Linked DNA regions of Mus musculus: region 2 is linked to region 1. Evidence: chromatin contacts called from public promoter capture Hi-C data. All regions are on one chromosome and are shown on one strand. Each heading gives the region's core, a stretch centred on a gene start, on an enhancer-like site or on the middle of the called end of the contact. The rest is flanking DNA. Distances are from core to core; before and after follow the strand shown.

Region 1 (4,452 bases), core at 1,194-3,693:
GCTGGTTATAAACCTCAAAGTCCAGTCATGTGACCTGCTTCCAGCCGGGCCTTACTCTGTTTTGTAGCCTCTGCACAACAAGCTGCAGACAAGCGTTAAAGCAGAGGGAAGCCATCACACGTAAATCATGACATGGCTAAATTATGAAATTAATGTCAGTACTGGATAACTGCTATTTAAGGAGAGTGGTTGTTTTGCATATAGACTTACAAGCTGTGCATCTAAAGAATTCATAGAAGAGTTGAGGCTCAGTTTCCTCCAGCATTGTGTTCATGTGCCATGCGACTCATCGTGAGAACAGTCTAAGTACAACTTAGCTGCCATGGGGAATGCTACTTGAAGCGATGAGCGATAACCATTGAGAATGCAGCTTTGAATGAGTGACAACTCATAGCATCCCAAGAGTGGGTCCTTTGAGGTTCTGAGCTGAATATTGTTCAGTGAGTGTCAGAAGTAGATACAGCCTGTTCCTAGCCTTTTCAAAATGGCACAAAAGGAGATGGCATACGTGTGTGTGTGTGTGTGTGTGTGTGTGTGTGTGTCTGTGTCTTCTTTATTTCAATATGTCTTTCTCACTAATTACCTGGTACTAGCTTCAAGGTGACATGATTTGGGACTGAAATTATATCAAAGGTGCAACTACATCTGCTCATAGGTTACCAAAGATGATTACCCCTAAGACCTGTGTCAACCAATTTTTATGATTTTTATATTTGAACATTTATTCAGTCCCAACTGTTGAAAAAGAGTTGTACTAAATTGCCTATTAATAGGCTATTAACAGGCTATTTAGTACATTTAGGCTATTGTTAGTGCATATTAGGTTATTTGGTCTATTTAGGCTATAGAGTCTATTCTTGAAAAAGACAAATGTCCAAATGAATACTAGAAGTCAAAATGATTCCACTGGTTTGGCATGTTGGTGTGACTATAGTGGTCTTCAGCTCTACTCCGCATGATAAATGATGGTTCCTAAGGTATTTCATCAAATGCTGAAAGCAAGAACACACTAGGAAAATGGTTCTACCTTTGATTGGCGTCTACAGCTGACTAAAGAAACACCCAAGCTAGTCTCATTTACAGATCTATAAAAGGGGCCTCTGATACAAGTTATGGAATTTGTCTTATTTGTCCTTCCTGGTGCCATGAGAACAACATCCCCACAGGCAATATGATGAGGGGCCTTTCCTGTTCTTGTTAATGAAAATAATTGATTTTACTGTGGCATAGTTGTTTTGGGATAAGATACAAACTTCAAAGTTAAATCAATCAAACTCAGTTGTTTGTATCTGACCTGCGAGGCCTCCTGCAGATCCCCACGATTTCTTTAAATCTTAACTAATCTTAGTGGTTAACTAAGTTGAAGTTAATCAATACCGGGTTTCTTAGGTAGACTGTAGAACTTATCACCATCAGATTGTCTTCGGGCTGCCTTTTGTTGGAACACTGTAAAAAAACATAGAACATAAAAGTTTATTAGGCAAAGGCATTTAAGAATATGAAATATACCATGGGTGCCTCCATGAAGACAGAGTGCAAAGTATCATTTTCCTTAATAACAGTATCTGAACTATATTCATTTCCAAGTACAAGGTTTTTCTTAGTAATATTATCTGAACTGTATTCATTTTTGAGTATAAAGATTATAAAATTTGTAATTTTCTCATGTGTGCAGTTTATCGGTAATTTTGGAAAGCATTTTCTTTGGGCAGAGTCTGTTAATGTTGATGGGATGCATTCCTAAGCCGATTCCTTCTTGATATCAGATGAAGATAAAAAGCTCCATTTTTTAGAAGTGATAAAGGCTAAACCCACATGAGGGTAAAGGTTCATTTGCGTAGAGACTACTCACTCAAATCAGGCTTATGGGTGATAAGCAACTAAAGAGAAGCCTGTTGTGTTCCACAGATGTAATAATAAAAGAGGCACTTTACTCTTGCGTCATCTACCCCAACCTCAGACCTATTAAAGCAGCTTGTTTGAATTACTTCATTATCTGAAAAGTGCTTTGTTCTCATTTATTATTTCGCACATGAAATTCTGGGAATTAAGTCAGCATTACTCACCCTGTTTTGCAGATGAAAGGTAAAATTCAGTGTTTAATATTTATTAAGCACCCACAAAGTTCTGGATACTTTTGGGTATTTGTTAATGAAATAGAGCAGGTCCTTGACTACTTCACTTTTTGGAAAATGAGCATCCGGAGTTACATTTATTTTTTTATGGGCAGTCTGAATTATGGGGTTTGGGAACTCGAAGAGGCCTGGGAGATTTAGTCCAGCCTCATATGTTTATAGACGAGGAAGTAACCAGCTTGTAAAAGAGCTACGTGAATTTTGAAATGATCCCAGAGTTGTTAGCAGAGAAATGATTTAGACCCTTAAGCCTTAGCCTTCAGCCTCTTGCTTCCTCCCGACAGTGTCTACTTCTTAGTAACTATTCCCTTTTAAAGTTAGAGGAGGAGGCTGGGAGGAGTTACAGGAGCAAGGCTGTGCTCTTGTTCCTGGCATCTCAGCAGGATCTTCCTATAAAAGGAGACAGCTGCCTGGCACTTGGCCACTGTGACCTGGGGAAACAGGTCCATGACGAGATCGTGGAGTTCTGCTGTGGTTTTGCTCTTACTTAAACAACACTAATATCAAGGTCATATATGGGCTTAATCAAGAATACATACATTCAACTTTAAAAAAAAAACAAATGTCTCAAATCAAATCAACATTTATTAAACACTTAATGTCTTAGATGATGTCAAGAGAAAGATTATTCCTCTCTCTGTCCCCAGGAGGAGTGAATATACTGTCAAATACGATGCATTTGGGAAAAACTATACATCTAAAGTAACATCTCTGGTTGAAAATCAGTTCTCTTTATACATCCTGGGTTTGTTGTGTTTTTCCTAAATAAAACACAATGAGGGGTATTTGTCATGTGACTATATTTTAGGATATTAGATTCCACCCCCTCCTCCCAAGTCCTATTTGCTGTTTTCTTCCGTTAGTTCTACAGTTGCCCTAGCATAAAGTGATGACAGGCAGCCCATGTTTTTGCTAATATTGTTTAGATGTAATGGAGAGTGCCTAAGACTGAAACACTGTAACCTGGCATCGTTAATATGGGAAATGACTTGAACTCAAAGGCTAATGCAAACAGTCATGTCTCCAATTAAACAGCAGGTTACTTAAAAGTTTGTGGATTCTGCTGAGGTTTGACACTGCAGAACATTTGCAAAGTAGACTTCTCTTCCCAGCTTTCTTGGTGTGAAGTTTGCTGTAAATCCAATTTACCCTGGATACTGTTTTGAAATACTTTCTGCTGGCAACAAATGTTTGGCCATGTGATGAACAGTTAATGCTGATCTTGACCTTCAGTTACTAGGCATTAGTGTTATTTCTCTAGAGTTGAACCAGGGTCAATCTGGAGTCGAGAGCTGGCCAACTACTAGGATTGGTGGTGGTGTGAGGAGATGCTGATAACAGAGATGTAGGTGGAGGTAGGAAATAGATTGCAATGCTAAGTCCTAGTAATGTCTAATCTGACTTAGAATTCCTTACCTCACCCCCACTGCACCCATGTGCCTTTCCTTCCCCCTGAGCTTACTGATAAGTTTCACATCTTGGCAGAAATTTAGACTTAGCAAATAGTCTTCTCAATGTGTTTAAAGTTCAGAAGCATTTTTCACATCCCACATAGCCACGAGGAAAGACCTACTATTTGTAGTCAGAGGGCGTGGACTAATAGAAAAAGTAGAAAGTTGAGTCACAGAGCAGAATGATTTTTCAAATGTATCGACAATGCTGACTCTATCTATATGCTGGATTCTTGGTAAGCACTGTTTCAAATGCATTTTACCCAGTCAGTGTTCAAGGCATGGTACCAATGCAATTTCTGACATGTCAATTTGGATAACCTTTACCCAGTGTAATCTTATTTTTCTCTTGCTAACTGTAGTTAGAATTTGAAAAGAAAAAAAAAACATGAACACAGTATATATCTTGTCTTTACCTTTAAACACAAGAAACCAGGAGAGGGGAAAAAAATCAACAAAACAAGATTTGAGGTTTAAAATAATCTCAAACAATACAAATGTCCCAAATGACACCCTCATTTATTTTACATATTGGAGAAATGATGTCTGTAAAAGTTTCTCCAGAATATAAATGACATTGAATGAAAAAATTAGCATAGTGTTAAATATTCAAAAATGCTAAGCAGAGCAGAAGTAGCAGAGGAAGAGCCAGTGAACGGAACAAGTTCACTTGCACAGTTTGTCTTTCCAGACTGTTCTGCAGCAACACTACTAATGTCACGCTTGTTTACTGTCCCCTGAGAGCAAAAGAAGTCATTGAGAATGCCTCTTCCAAGAAAAATGGACAAAGCACCTCAACGTTATTGTCTGTGTGGCAAAGCTGATAAAAATCTGGGGGGAATGCAAATGTCATTCATGCGGATTCG
Region 2 (4,452 bases), core at 1,050-3,549, 170 kb after region 1:
CTGGGGCGTATAAAGTTTGCAATCCACAATAACCTGACATATCATTTTAATATCTTCTGAGCATTATGGATATACTGGATCCTCTAAAAATTAAAATGAAATACGTCTGTAAAGACACAACAGTTTTGAATTGAGTATGTTAGGCTCTGTTACTAACTACCCTTCATGTGGGGGCCTTACATGCATCTATTGCTCTCTAAAGTGAAGTGCGTAATCCAGGACAGAAGGTCTGGCTTTAGTTGCATGGCTTCATTTGATCCAAGGAGAAAGCTTTAGGCTGTTCAAATATCATTAATTTGCTTTTATTGATTTTGAAGCTGTCATTTAGTGCTTCATATTTTGACCCCTGAGTTTGTGTCCTTTATTGGGGGGAGTCTAAGAATTCACAGAGAGACTGGGTTATGATCATTGCTACTTATAAAGGCTAAAGGTTGCTCTACTGTTCACAAAACTTAACATTTCATCAAAAGGTCAGTAACTTGGTCTAGAATAACATATGCATGCATTGCGGTTTTGATTGGGTCGTTGGTCTGAAGTTTAATCACAGATGGAAGATTGAGATCCCAGTAGATCATGGCTAGCTTACTAAGGCTTTTGCACAGTGACCTCTGGCTTTTTCACATATTTATGTCTACTTTATGTTAAAAGATATCACGTCAATGAAGATAGGCTCATGGGACTTGATAAACTTACTGCATGGGCTTCTTCAGTTAATACCAAATTTGCCCCATGCCAGCAGAGAAAGAATTAGAAGGTAGGGTTAGTAATATGCGAAGGATCTTCCACACAGATAAAACAAGATGAAGAAAAGAAGCTTGCTTTCAACTGCTGTGCTTCTGCAGAGGTGAGAGAGACATCCTTACTACATCTTTGTTGGGGACTCACAGAAATAGCAGGAGAGGTAAGAGAGTTTCTGAAAGCTTTATGTAAGATGTGCGAAAGATGTTAATGGAATCACCACTAAAGAGCGACATGTCTCACAAAGTAAGTGAACACAGGACAACTGTGCCAACTTCACAGAAGCCTCAGACAGGAGCATGAGTGCTTGATGCCACCATTAGACAGAAGTGATGGTGACTCATTTGTTGTAGGTGTACACCAGGAGACAGGATTTAACTTTAGTAGGATTCCTGCTTTGGATAAGATAAGCTACTGTCATGAGTGTGCCTTGTGCATTATGTAATACATTGCATCTTCTGGTTTCTGTCAACTAGATGTCAGTAGCAATCGTGATAATCCGAGATGCTTGCAGTATTGCTCAGCTTCTTCCCCTAGAAAAGAAAGGTAAAACTCTTTCCCAGTCGAGAACCACTATAGCATCACATCTTTGAAGCCATGGACAGCGTGCACAAGAGTTGCTGGTCTAGATACCATCAATGAACTCATGTGGATTTCACCAGAAAGGTGAAAGTGGATGTGTTATTAGAACAAAGGCTACTTTTGGCAGACCTAAGTAACACCATATTCCTTATATCTGTTACTTCACAATACAAAATCCAGGGTAATATGCTATAAAGTCGAAGGTCCTGAGCAGGAAACACGTGAAAATGCTCTATGCTAAAATAGAACGAAGTATACAGTCCTGTAGAAACTTAAAGAAAGGTTCTATCTACCAACCAAAGAGCATACATGGGCTGGCCAGAGACTCCCAGCACATATGTAGCAGAGGCCTGTCTTGTCTGGCCTCAGTAGGAGAGGGTGAACCTAATCCTGTAGAGACTTGATACCCCAGACTGGGGGGGGTATGGGGGATTCTCTCTCAGAGGTGAAGGGGAGGGAGGATGGGGGAAGAACTCTGTGAGGGGGGAACAGGATGGAAGCAACATTTGGAATGTAAAAAAATAAAATAATTAATAAAAATATAATAATTAATTCTTTAAAAAAGTCTCTAACAAGAAGCCAGTTTAATTTTACACAGAACTCATCTACTTATTTGTTTCTCAAAGACCTGGGGAATAATTCTTTTAAGTAGAACAATGGATCAATATTAAAGAGCAAAATCAGATTTTCCTCCTGATTTTGAAGCAGAACAAGATTGTCAAGGCTTATGGAATTGATAATCTGCGGAAAGAAAGGTGTTGGGAAAGGTTACAGCAGAAGGATCAATGCTCCCCAGCTCCTGGGATCACAGGCAGTGGGGAGCTGGCAGTTTACAAAAGCCATCTCTATAGACCAAGAGCGGACAGTGAGCTGAAATGCTGTAAGAGACAAGTCCACAGACCCAGTTTCTGTATAGCTACGAGGCAGGGGTGGTGCTGGGGAATGGGGTGGGGAGGAGGAAGAGCAAATGACTAATTCTCTGAATAGGGAAGGAAGTCTGTGCCCTTATCAAACACATGGTCATGTCAGCATGTTAGAAATATAGACCTATGGGTTTCAACAGCGCTAGGTATGAACGAGGCTCACTTCCACTTGCCTAGAAACTGTCAGGGATATCATTGATAGACTATGGAAGTTTTAGGATCCCAGAAACATCTCTATAGTCCCTTTGTTAGGAAAAGCATTGGTCTCTGTTCTCTGCCCACCCACTATCTAGAAGGCTTCTCAGAAATGAGGTTCAAAGGTTGTCATTTCAGATCATTGGCATATACTGAACATTCTCCAGGGAAACCAGAAACACAATTTTCACTCAGCTGGAACCAAATGATCTTTTCTGTGGTGCTTCAAATTGTACTAAGATCTACTTACTGAAAGCCCAAGATTTCTTGCGATAACTATTTTTGGTCCAAAGGCTGAGATTATTTTGAAAATTTGGAGCATAATTCTGGGTTTAAAAATGCCTTATATGATTGCTTGACTTCTAGGGCTTTTAAAAAGGTAGAGTTCTCAAGACAGATCTGATATTGAAATAGCTTAACTTTATCAGCTCTGAAAGAATTCTATCCACATCCATAAATATAAGAAAAGCCCAAGATGATCTATTGAAAGGACCCCTGGCAAATCAGCTGCATAAGGAATGTCTGCTTGAGGACACCTGAAGCCTGCTATTGAACTTCAATTTTTGTGTGACTAATATGGGGAGGGTTTTATAATACTCAAATTATACTGCTGCAGATATTTTTTAAATCAGCTATTTAGACACATTGCATAACTTCTGGGGAACTATTTTTACTCTGAGTGTCATTTTATTTCCTACTTTGATTTCATCTATTTGAAACTAGATCACATTGCTTTTATTACTTTCCCTGTTTCTTCCATAGTTTCTTGACTCCATAGGAGCGACCAACTTTGGTTATTCAGCCCCTTTCTCCCCAGTGTAAGCTACCCATTCTGTTACCCTTGTGGTAACTTATCTTTGCCTATGCATCTGTGTCTAGTATTGGGAAAGTGGACAGTTCAGATTCCCAGCATGTCTATGGTAGTATCCAAGTGGTTCTATTTCCTCAAGACCTGACAGGAAAGTGACTTAGAGGGACAATTCTATCAGAACAGCATGCTGGGTGAAAGTGAGAAATTTAAACTTCAGCAACACTAAAGAATGGTCACCTTTGATGGCCATAGAGTTGACAGGTGGCATCGCAGACCTCCTGATGTCAGGTCATGTAAATCCACCAGCCTCTTCTAGATGGATCTTTTCAAGAATCTCCCATAAGGCTCTTTTATACTGTGGTCCTTTACATCCAAGGACACCATAGGTATTGATATCCAACACTGATGTTCAAACGTTTCCAGTGGTTTATTTTAGTTGGTCAATCCAAAAAAGGCACAGGGGAAGAAAGATCAAGAATGCTTTTACATTGTTACTTTCTCTAAGTCCTCCCTCTAATTATATTCTTATTCCTGAGAGATTAATTCTTCTACCTTGTACAATGTCACCATTCAATAACACATTTACAATTTTTAAATGGTGATCAAGAAAAAAAGTGATTTTAAGTTCCATTCAGCAGTGAATATCCCTTTAGGAAGATAAAATATTTAATCTGCTTATTGTGAAATTAAGTTATTAAAAGAAGCTTAATATGTATGTATCTTTCTAAAGTGTCAAGCCGTGTTTTATGAAAGGCAAGCATCTGTTTTAAATGCCTACTAGGGGCCTGATAGTATTGTAGGTTCTGAGGACACAGTTGTGAAAAAGAGCAAACTAAAATCACATCACAGTAAACTATGGTGTCTATGAAAACAACAGGGCCCTTAAAGAAAGGCCAGCAGCACTGACCTCACATGGAATTTCCCCAGGAAGCACTAGTACCCGAGGCACAGATGGTCTCAGAGATGCTAGGACGTCAGTTCCCTTCTGTCCACTTGTGTCCTCAGGATACTTGGCTCTTGAGTCTGTTGGAATGCTGACCTCAAGGTAGTCTTCAGGACCTGGAGAAAAATTGCATGAATACAATTAATTATCATTCCATCCACTACTAAAAGGCCAATTTCATCAGTACAGGAAATGAATCTTGGATAGTTGAAATAATAATCTTTATCATTAAAATAATAGTTCTTGATTAAATACTATTA

The links. Capture Hi-C pulls out chosen DNA fragments and counts their contacts.
Region 2: a promoter capture Hi-C map of adipose tissue shows a contact between it and region 1. The contact joins two enhancer-like sites. A contact is called at or near these places in 1 of 484 Hi-C or Micro-C datasets (B cells) and 2 of 9 other capture datasets (adipose tissue and liver).

The regions. Positions count from the first base shown.
Region 1 is chr3:136,081,793-136,086,244 of GRCm38.p6, forward strand. It overlaps Bank1 (B cell scaffold protein with ankyrin repeats 1), which reads right to left. Exons shown (of 17, transcript NM_001033350.3): 11 at 1,378-1,446. Among named protein-coding and RNA genes, the nearest start is that of Gm31243, 180 kb to the left of the region's middle. Within about 2 kb of position 2,444, at least 10 of the 459 cell types and tissues checked have an H3K27ac peak or open chromatin away from gene starts, as enhancers often do. A contact at or near this core is called in adipose tissue, where this site is marked.
Region 2 is chr3:136,250,717-136,255,168 of GRCm38.p6, forward strand. It overlaps Bank1 (B cell scaffold protein with ankyrin repeats 1), which reads right to left. Exons shown (of 17, transcript NM_001033350.3): 3 at 4,157-4,308. Among named protein-coding and RNA genes, the nearest start is that of Bank1, 73 kb to the right of the region's middle. Within about 2 kb of position 2,300, at least 32 of the 459 cell types and tissues checked have an H3K27ac peak or open chromatin away from gene starts, as enhancers often do. A contact at or near this core is called in adipose tissue, where this site is marked.